Regions from separate parts of the Mus musculus genome. Here region 1 is linked to region 2. A link is a contact called in public ChIA-PET data. All regions are on one chromosome and are shown on one strand. Each heading gives the region's core, a stretch centred on a gene start, on an enhancer-like site or on the middle of the called end of the contact. The rest is flanking DNA. Distances are from core to core; before and after follow the strand shown. Region 1 overlaps Dock2 (dedicator of cyto-kinesis 2). Region 2 overlaps 4930469K13Rik (RIKEN cDNA 4930469K13 gene).

What was found. ChIA-PET counts read pairs in DNA pulled down with a chosen protein or histone mark.
Region 1: an RNA polymerase II ChIA-PET map of memory CD8 T cells shows a contact between it and region 2, with 147 read pairs. The contact joins two enhancer-like sites. A contact is called at or near these places in 3 of 115 datasets of contacts at active chromatin or transcription factors (embryonic stem cells, large pre-B cells and memory CD8 T cells).

The regions. Positions count from the first base shown.
Region 1 is chr11:34,737,263-34,741,208 of GRCm38.p6, forward strand. The region is part of intron 2 of Dock2 (dedicator of cyto-kinesis 2); the gene reads right to left. Among named protein-coding and RNA genes, the nearest start is that of Gm51858, 44 kb to the left of the region's middle. Within about 2 kb of position 1,864, at least 48 of the 459 cell types and tissues checked have an H3K27ac peak or open chromatin away from gene starts, as enhancers often do. A contact at or near this core is called in memory CD8 T cells, where this site is marked.
Region 2 is chr11:34,008,145-34,011,716 of GRCm38.p6, forward strand. All of the region lies in intron 4 of 4930469K13Rik (RIKEN cDNA 4930469K13 gene), which reads right to left. Among named protein-coding and RNA genes, the nearest start is that of Gm51857, 27 kb to the left of the region's middle. Within about 2 kb of position 2,252, at least 150 of the 459 cell types and tissues checked have an H3K27ac peak or open chromatin away from gene starts, as enhancers often do. A contact at or near this core is called in memory CD8 T cells, where this site is marked.

The sequences.
Region 1 (3,946 bases), core at 614-3,113, 730 kb after region 2:
AAACCACAAGACACTGCCCGTGTTTACTGATAAGGATACGTTCAAAAAGTCAAGAGGTAATAAATGAGTGTTAACAAGGAAACAAACTAAGTATACTGTTGGTAGGAAGTATACCGTTGTTACTCATCTCTATGAGTACAACTGCTATGGAAAAAAAAAAAGGCTAATGGTTACTAAAATCTTTAAAAATAGAACTTCCACATGGCCAACAAGCTCCCTCCTAGACATCTACCCAAAGGAAATGACATCACCAGTTCTTTAAGATGTCTGTGCTCCCATGTTCATAATAGTCTGCAGCTCTGTTCATAAAAGTTAAGGTTTGTTTGTTTGGTTGGTTGGTTGGGTTTTTGTTGTTGTTGTTTGTTTTTTCGAGACAGGGTTTCTCTGTGTAGCCCTGGCTGTCCTAGAACTCACTCTGTAGACCAGGCTGGCCTCGAACTCAGAAATCTGCCTGTCTCTGCTTCCCGAGTGCTGGGATTAAAGTCGTGCACCAGGAAGCACCCATCAGTGAGTGAACAAAGAAGCAGAGGTGTATCAAGTGCACTATACAAGCAGAACACTACTCAGCTGAGCGTGGTGGTGCATGCCTTTAATAAGCACATAGCAGAAAAAAAATACTCTATGATCTCATCTGCGTGTGACATCTAATAACAATAAAGAACCAGAGGGTCAGGGAGTTTGCTCTGAGATGGTGTCTCCTAGTAACATCAGAAGTTAACTCCATAACACCATCATGACAGCCCGAATGTGAGCCGAACAAGGATGAAACCAATGGACACACCTAAGTAGACAAGAACAAGCCACAGAGGCCACCATCTAACACAAAGACATGCAGGCAACTGAGGAATGCTGGGAGTAGGAGGGCTGGTCTTCCCAGAGAAGAGCACACCAACTGGGCAGTGCCAAAGGACCGGTCCAGGAAACATACACACAAAAAATACAATATGAACAGGTTATATTCAGGAATATATTCAGGAAATTCGAGACATAGGTCAGAAGATACAAAGCAGTAGATATGCAAACTGAAGAAGTCAAGAAGGACACGCGCAGCAGACAGACTCCAGTTAAGAAAACAATAACAAGGGGCTGGAGAGGTGGCTCAGTGGTTAAGAACACTGACTGCTCTTCCAGAAGTCCTGAGTTCAATTCCCAGCAACCACATGGTACCTCACAACCATCTGCAATGGTATTGATGCCCTCTTCTGGTGTGTCTGAAGAGAGAGATGTTTTACCCACATATATAAAAGAAATAAAATCTAAAAGGAGCAGGAGAAGGAAGAAAAAAGGAAGGGAGGGAGGGAGGGAGGGACGAAGGATACCATTATGTTGTATACCTCCACTATAGATAATAAAATGTATGTATTTAAAAATGAGTGTGTAGTCAAAACTTGGCTTAGAATGAAGATCTGAGTCCTCCTATCTGAGTGATCGTTGACAAGTGACATGTTGAATAGGAATAATCACAGCTGCCTTGTCAAATTTAAATTGTGTGAAGTGTTCAGAGGGATCTATTTCCCTGTGCCTGCCATACGGAAAATATTCAAAAGGTTAGTGGGTACCATGTCCTTTTTTGGACAATAGTTAAATTAATATCATAATCCAACAAGTTAGAAATGTTTTCTATTTTGTTTCCAGAACCTACAGACTTAGAATCTCATTCTTTTTATTGATGTCCTTTCAACATATTTCCATAACAACAGAATAAATGAGACAGAACTCAAGCTCACTGACATCTCAGCCCCACCCTCATTCAAAAAAACAGGAAAAGTGGGTTTCAACTTTCAGAGAGTGGAGCAGCATCCTCCAAACAATAGAATCCCTTTCACACCCAGCAGCTTCTCGCACACAGCTGAACAAAGGAGGCCTCCTGGCAGAGTGGTTCTTCAAATGATCCCCTGTGAAGAGCTCACAATGTCCCCATTGTTTGGGTCACAATCACCCTTGACAGGGTTGCTAGTACAGAAGGTGCTGTAGATTCTGGTGTGCCCCACTCTACCCATGGTAGATTCAATCCTTCACCACCTACCCAGAGCTCTTTGTGGCCCACACAGTCCTGCAGGCAAGGGCATCTGACAGCTCTGAAGAGCTGCAGATGTTGGCGGGCAAGAAGGCTGGCTCTCAGAACCCTGTCATGAGATACTCTCTGTAGAAAACAGTGAAGTATTACATTGCTTTATAACAACTCAAATCTCCCAGTAGCCTCTTTCCTTGCCCCTCCCCACGGTCATATTTTACTGGAAACAAGTCCAAAAATTTTCTGGAGTCTCTGTCTAGAGCCCCCCCCCCCCTTACTACTATAATAGACCCCACAGCCCTGACATACACAAGTATCCGTAAACAGACTTTTTTGTCATTCCAAGCCGGGCAGGGAATGAGTAAGTATAGTGTCCACATACAACTCCGAGAACACCTTACGAAGAAGATTCTAAAGACCAGCTACCTCAGAAGAACACCCTCCACTGTGGTCTAGGGGACAGCAAGGCATTGTGGTGAAGAACCAACCTGCCTCCTCCTTAAGCAAAAAAACCATTTTATAATATAGACAGACCAGGTTCATTCCTGTTTATGGTTAAACTTCTGCTTCTCAAAGATTGGGCTATACCCCACAGGTAACTATAAATGATTCTATACTGCCTGTTCCAAGAAACAACAACCATGTCTGTTGCTTATAACCATCTTACAACCCTATCTTTGTTTCAAAAGGTTATATGATTGCTTGTTGCTATGACTACCTTGTTTTGCCCATCTTGCAACTACCTCTTTGTGTCATAACTAACTTGTTATGCTTATGTTCTGCTTCTGCAACCCTGCCTATTTTGCCCACCAAATGCCCATTACATACTCCTGAACTATAAAACCCTTGTCTTCCTCACATCCAACGCTGACCTCTCGAGCCTCACCATTGCGGGAGGCAGCCCATGTACATGAATTTTAAAAGGCTTGCTTTAATTAATTTGACCATGATGATTTGGGTCAGTGTCTTTTTTCCTCACATTTTTGGAATTAACAGTGGCCCAGGTCTTCAATCCCAGTACTTAGAAGGGGCAGGCAGATCTCTGTGATCTATGAGTTCAGGGCCACCTTGGTCTATAAAACCAGTTCCAAGCCAGCTAGAAGTATATAGTGAGACTGCCTCAAAAAAAAAAAAAAAAAAGACAGTAGAGACAGAGGCATCTTGATATTTTTGAAGGTGGGTAATTGCTGTCCTAGTATACTTAAGCACAGTGGGGTGCCTGTCAGAAGCATCGTTATATGGGTATGTCACAGACATCTGGTACCTTAGTCTCCAGCTACATAGCTACCGGGCCATGAGTTCATTCATCTTAGTGCTCAACTGAGTAAGGAAGACAGATAATAGAGAATACTCTAAACTACCGATATTTAAGGGGGAAAGGGGGGGGGGAGGTGCAAAGCATGCTGGTCATGAGCCTGGAATCTTTGGATGTCACTAAATAGTCAGAGAGATGTCAACCCTTCTGAACTATATGAGTTTGTATTATAACATGTTATCTTCATACTAAAACCCACTCATATTTAAATCCCCCAGTTAGAATTGTGTTTGTACCATTCATACTTAGAGTACTTAGACACAGCTATTTATGGCTCATGATTCTAGAGATTCAAGGTCCCAGAGCACATTGCAGCCTCTGGTGAGTGTCCCCTTGGAACATTACATCAGCCTCTACATCCCGCTATATCTGTGTGGTCTTTCTCCCTCTCCATAAAGCTTCCAGAATTCACTCATAGAGCTTCCACCCTAATGACTTTACTTGCCAAAGGCCGTACCTGTATACATCATGTTTCCTCCCTCAAAATACCATCAGCATAATACTTCAGAGAGTGGACCCTCATGTGAATTCAAAGCAGACAAATCCTATTTAAAACATCATGTGGAACAAAGAAGGGCTAATCTCATCCGTTCTAGACACTAAAAATTCAGTTTCCA
Region 2 (3,572 bases), core at 1,002-3,501:
GCCTTGATTAGTTTGGCCATGATGATTTGGGTCCGTGGTCTTTTTCCCATCTTTGGGGTTAGCGGGACCCAAGCAGAAGAGTGGAGAAAGAGAAAGAGCCAGCACATGGCAGGGGAGAAACAGATAACACAGGGAGAAGCCAAGCCACGGAAGGCATCTCTCTCATAACACAGGGTAACGAGTGTGGCAGGAAGCTTTTCATCCCACAGACAGATTAACTGAGGAGGTTCGATAGCAACCCTAGAAAAAGACAGGCTTTCTCGAAAAGGGGAAGTCAGACGCAGTAGCACCCGGAAGTGAAGTCCGGACTCCTCTCCTCTTTCTTCCTGCTGGAGGAACTGATCTAGCCTCTGAGGCCCAAACTGCTTGAACCTGTGGACATGTGGTCCAAGCGGCTGCCTGTGGTGCCTGAAGGTGGTGCTTCCACAGCCCACGCTGGGATCCACTGGACACGCATCGCCCCAAACCCACTTTAGTCAAAGATCACAAACTGACACAAACATCTTCACAGCAAATGAACAAATAGGCTCTAACCTGGGGCAAAGGTGTGAATTCAGGGCTCCAGAGAAGTCTGGTACTGCTTCCCTAGGCTCGCCTATGAGGAGCTGACTGCACAGGGCCAAGGTGAGAGACGCTTCAGCCACAGAGCACAGTCCCATAATCTCCTGGTAAGAATCGTGATGTCATGATATGGTCCAAGATGAAACGTTGGGGTTTTTATCACACCCAGACCAGCTGAAGGCTTGTAGGCTAATTGATGTTTAGCTTTGCAGAAGGCAAGTTACGTTTTCTTTGTTAAACAGACTTTCCTTTAGCTGTAGTCGAAGAGGTGAGGCGAATGAGAAGCTACTCTGCCCTCTGCTGGGGAGGAACTGCAATGTCTCAGTTAATAGCAACCGAGGAGCTAGGACTCCTGCCACCTGGGTTTGCAGGTTATCTGAGTGGCTAACCGGACTGTGGCCAGGTCTTGTTCTGGAAGCATCTTTCTAAAACATCTTGCTTTCTGTTCTTCACTGTGAGTTTGTCAGGATCAAAACCAAGGCAGCTTTTGCCATTCCTGACCAAAAAAAAAAAGAAGAGAAGAGAAGAGAAGAGAAGAGAAGAGAAGAGAAGAGGAGGGGAGGGGAGGGGAGGGGAGGGGAGGGGAGGGGAGGGGAGGGGAGGGGAGGGGAGGGGAGGGGAGGGGAGGGGAGGGGAGGGGAGGGGAGGGGAGGGGAGGGGAGGGGAGGGAAGGAAAAAGAAAAGAAACCATAGCGGAGACTTGTAAAGGCAACAGTAACGATCACTCAGTCAGAACCGCAGCTTTGCACAAAGGCCACCATGACCCTACATAAAAACGTTTCTCCAGAGATACCTGCTCAGCCACTTCCTGTCACCCACAGACTTCCATCACCCTGGCTAGTAATTCTCATGGCCAAAGTGGATTGTATTATAATATCTTCTTTACGTATCTTCAAATTTTGCCTTCAGAAGCCTTGAATCCACACACACAATGACCTGTACAGTCTGGCGGCCAGTTCTCTGTTGTGCCTAAGTTGTTGTCATTGTGCTCGTGGAGGCTGTCTGCCACTGGGCAAGACTGTGTGTCGTCTCTGGTGGCTCATGTGTGTCCCCAGAAAACCTCTGGGAGAAGTTCTTTCTAGCAAAACTTCAGCTAAGAATATCTGTTTCTAATGTTTCTTTTCTCCCCCAAAACCGGGCCCAGGTTTCTCTCTGATCTCTAGGTTCAGGAAGGTGTCTTTTGTTGACTGGTGACTGTTTGAAACTCTGTCTTCCTGTGGTTTCACCAGCCGGTGCTGTTGTTTTCCACTCTCCTGATGCTGGGATTGGCGCAATGCTCTCGGCCCACCCTGTGACTCAGTGGTGGAGAGAGGGCTCTGCTTCCTCAAGGAGCTGCTAAGAGTATTGGTCAACCTCACTATCACCAGGGAGTGTCTCTGAGGTAGACTCTGAGTAGCCTAGGAGGGAGGCTGCCAGCAGAACTGACCCCCGCCCCCACACCCCAGGCCAGCAAGCAGGTCAGAGCTGCAACTGCTTCTAGACTCCTCACTGCCTACCCTGTGAGCTGAAGGACCAGGATGGCAGGAGGCACATCGAAGCGTTTGCACTGGAGAAAGGAAAGGAATCAGAAGAGGTCTGATCAGAACCTTCATGACAGTTCACCTCCCTGTCTTCCAGGGAACCACAGGGCCAGCCCCTAAGGGCGGTCACCTCCCCAGCAGGCCTCATCTCCTCTCCCACTGTGATGCAATGGAGGAAAGAGTGTCCACGTCATTCTCTTCTCTGCTTAGATTGTCCTGATGTGGGCCAAGGAGAGCACTGACAGTCCTCACCACTTCCTTCACAACCTGGGGTTTTAGGAACGTGGGATGGGCTGAAGAGGGAGGCAGGGGGGGCTGGAGGGTGCTGTGGGGCTCCTTCACCTTCTCTCTCCAAAGGCTGCTGCTCCCAGGGAAAGTTTGGAAACCTCAGAGCAATTGAGGTGCCAAATATTAATGGCATGCTCCCCTTCCCATGCCCTATCGTTGAATGCAGATACAAGAACCTCCTTCCTACTCTGACTCTGCAGACTCTTGTAAAGGACCCCCTGCTGCTCACATTCCTTCTCTGCTAGCCCAGCTGCACCCATAAGTCCCAGGCCCTGCAGATTTCAAGACCTTGACTGGGGAAACAACATCCTTTCTGGGAACAGGGAACATGCTCCTCCCAGACTGTCAAACAGTTGTCGGGTGGGAATTTCCCTTGGGGTTAGGACCACATCTTCTCAGTAACTTCCTCTGGCCTCAAACAGTACAAGTCTTGTGCCCCAAACAAAATGGAATTGCCTGTGACTCATATCCAGCCCTAGCTTTTGAGAAATCTACTTCCTGAGGTTGGGGGCTGGAAGTGTAGAAGTGAGTGTGTGCATGTGTGCTGAGTGAGAGAGCGCGTGTGCTCTGGGAGTCTTCCAGAGGAAGCAGCTGCATTCTAGCGTCTGGGCTGGGGAATTCTAGCTTTAAACCATCTGTTTTCTTACAAGGTTGTCCTCTGGCACCTCCCAAACATGTCTAGACATTTTACCTTTATTATTATTTTTTTGTTTTGTTTTGTTTTATTTTATTTATTTATTTATTTATTTATTTATTTATTTATTTATTTATTTATTATATGTAAGTACTCTGTAGCTGTCTTCAGACACTCCAGAAGATGGCATCAGATTTCATTACGGATGGCTGTTAGCCACCATGTGGTTGCTGGGATTTGAACTCAGGACCTTTGGAAGAGCAGTCGGTGCTCTTAACCGCTGAGCCATCTCACCAGCCCCTTACCTTTATTATTATGAGTTATTTATTTACATGCTTTTGGTAGTGTGCGTTCATGTATATGCATGTGCAGACATGTGTCAGTAGAAATGTAGAAGTCAGCTTATCACTTCTTTCTGTCTACCATGTGGGCACTGGGAATTGAACCCAGGTCCTCAGCCTTAGCAGCAAGCACCTTTACCCACTAAGCCATCTCACCACTCCTCTATTTATTTTCTATTTTCTGTGTATGGATGCTTTCCCCTGTGTATATATGTGCACTGTGTGTGT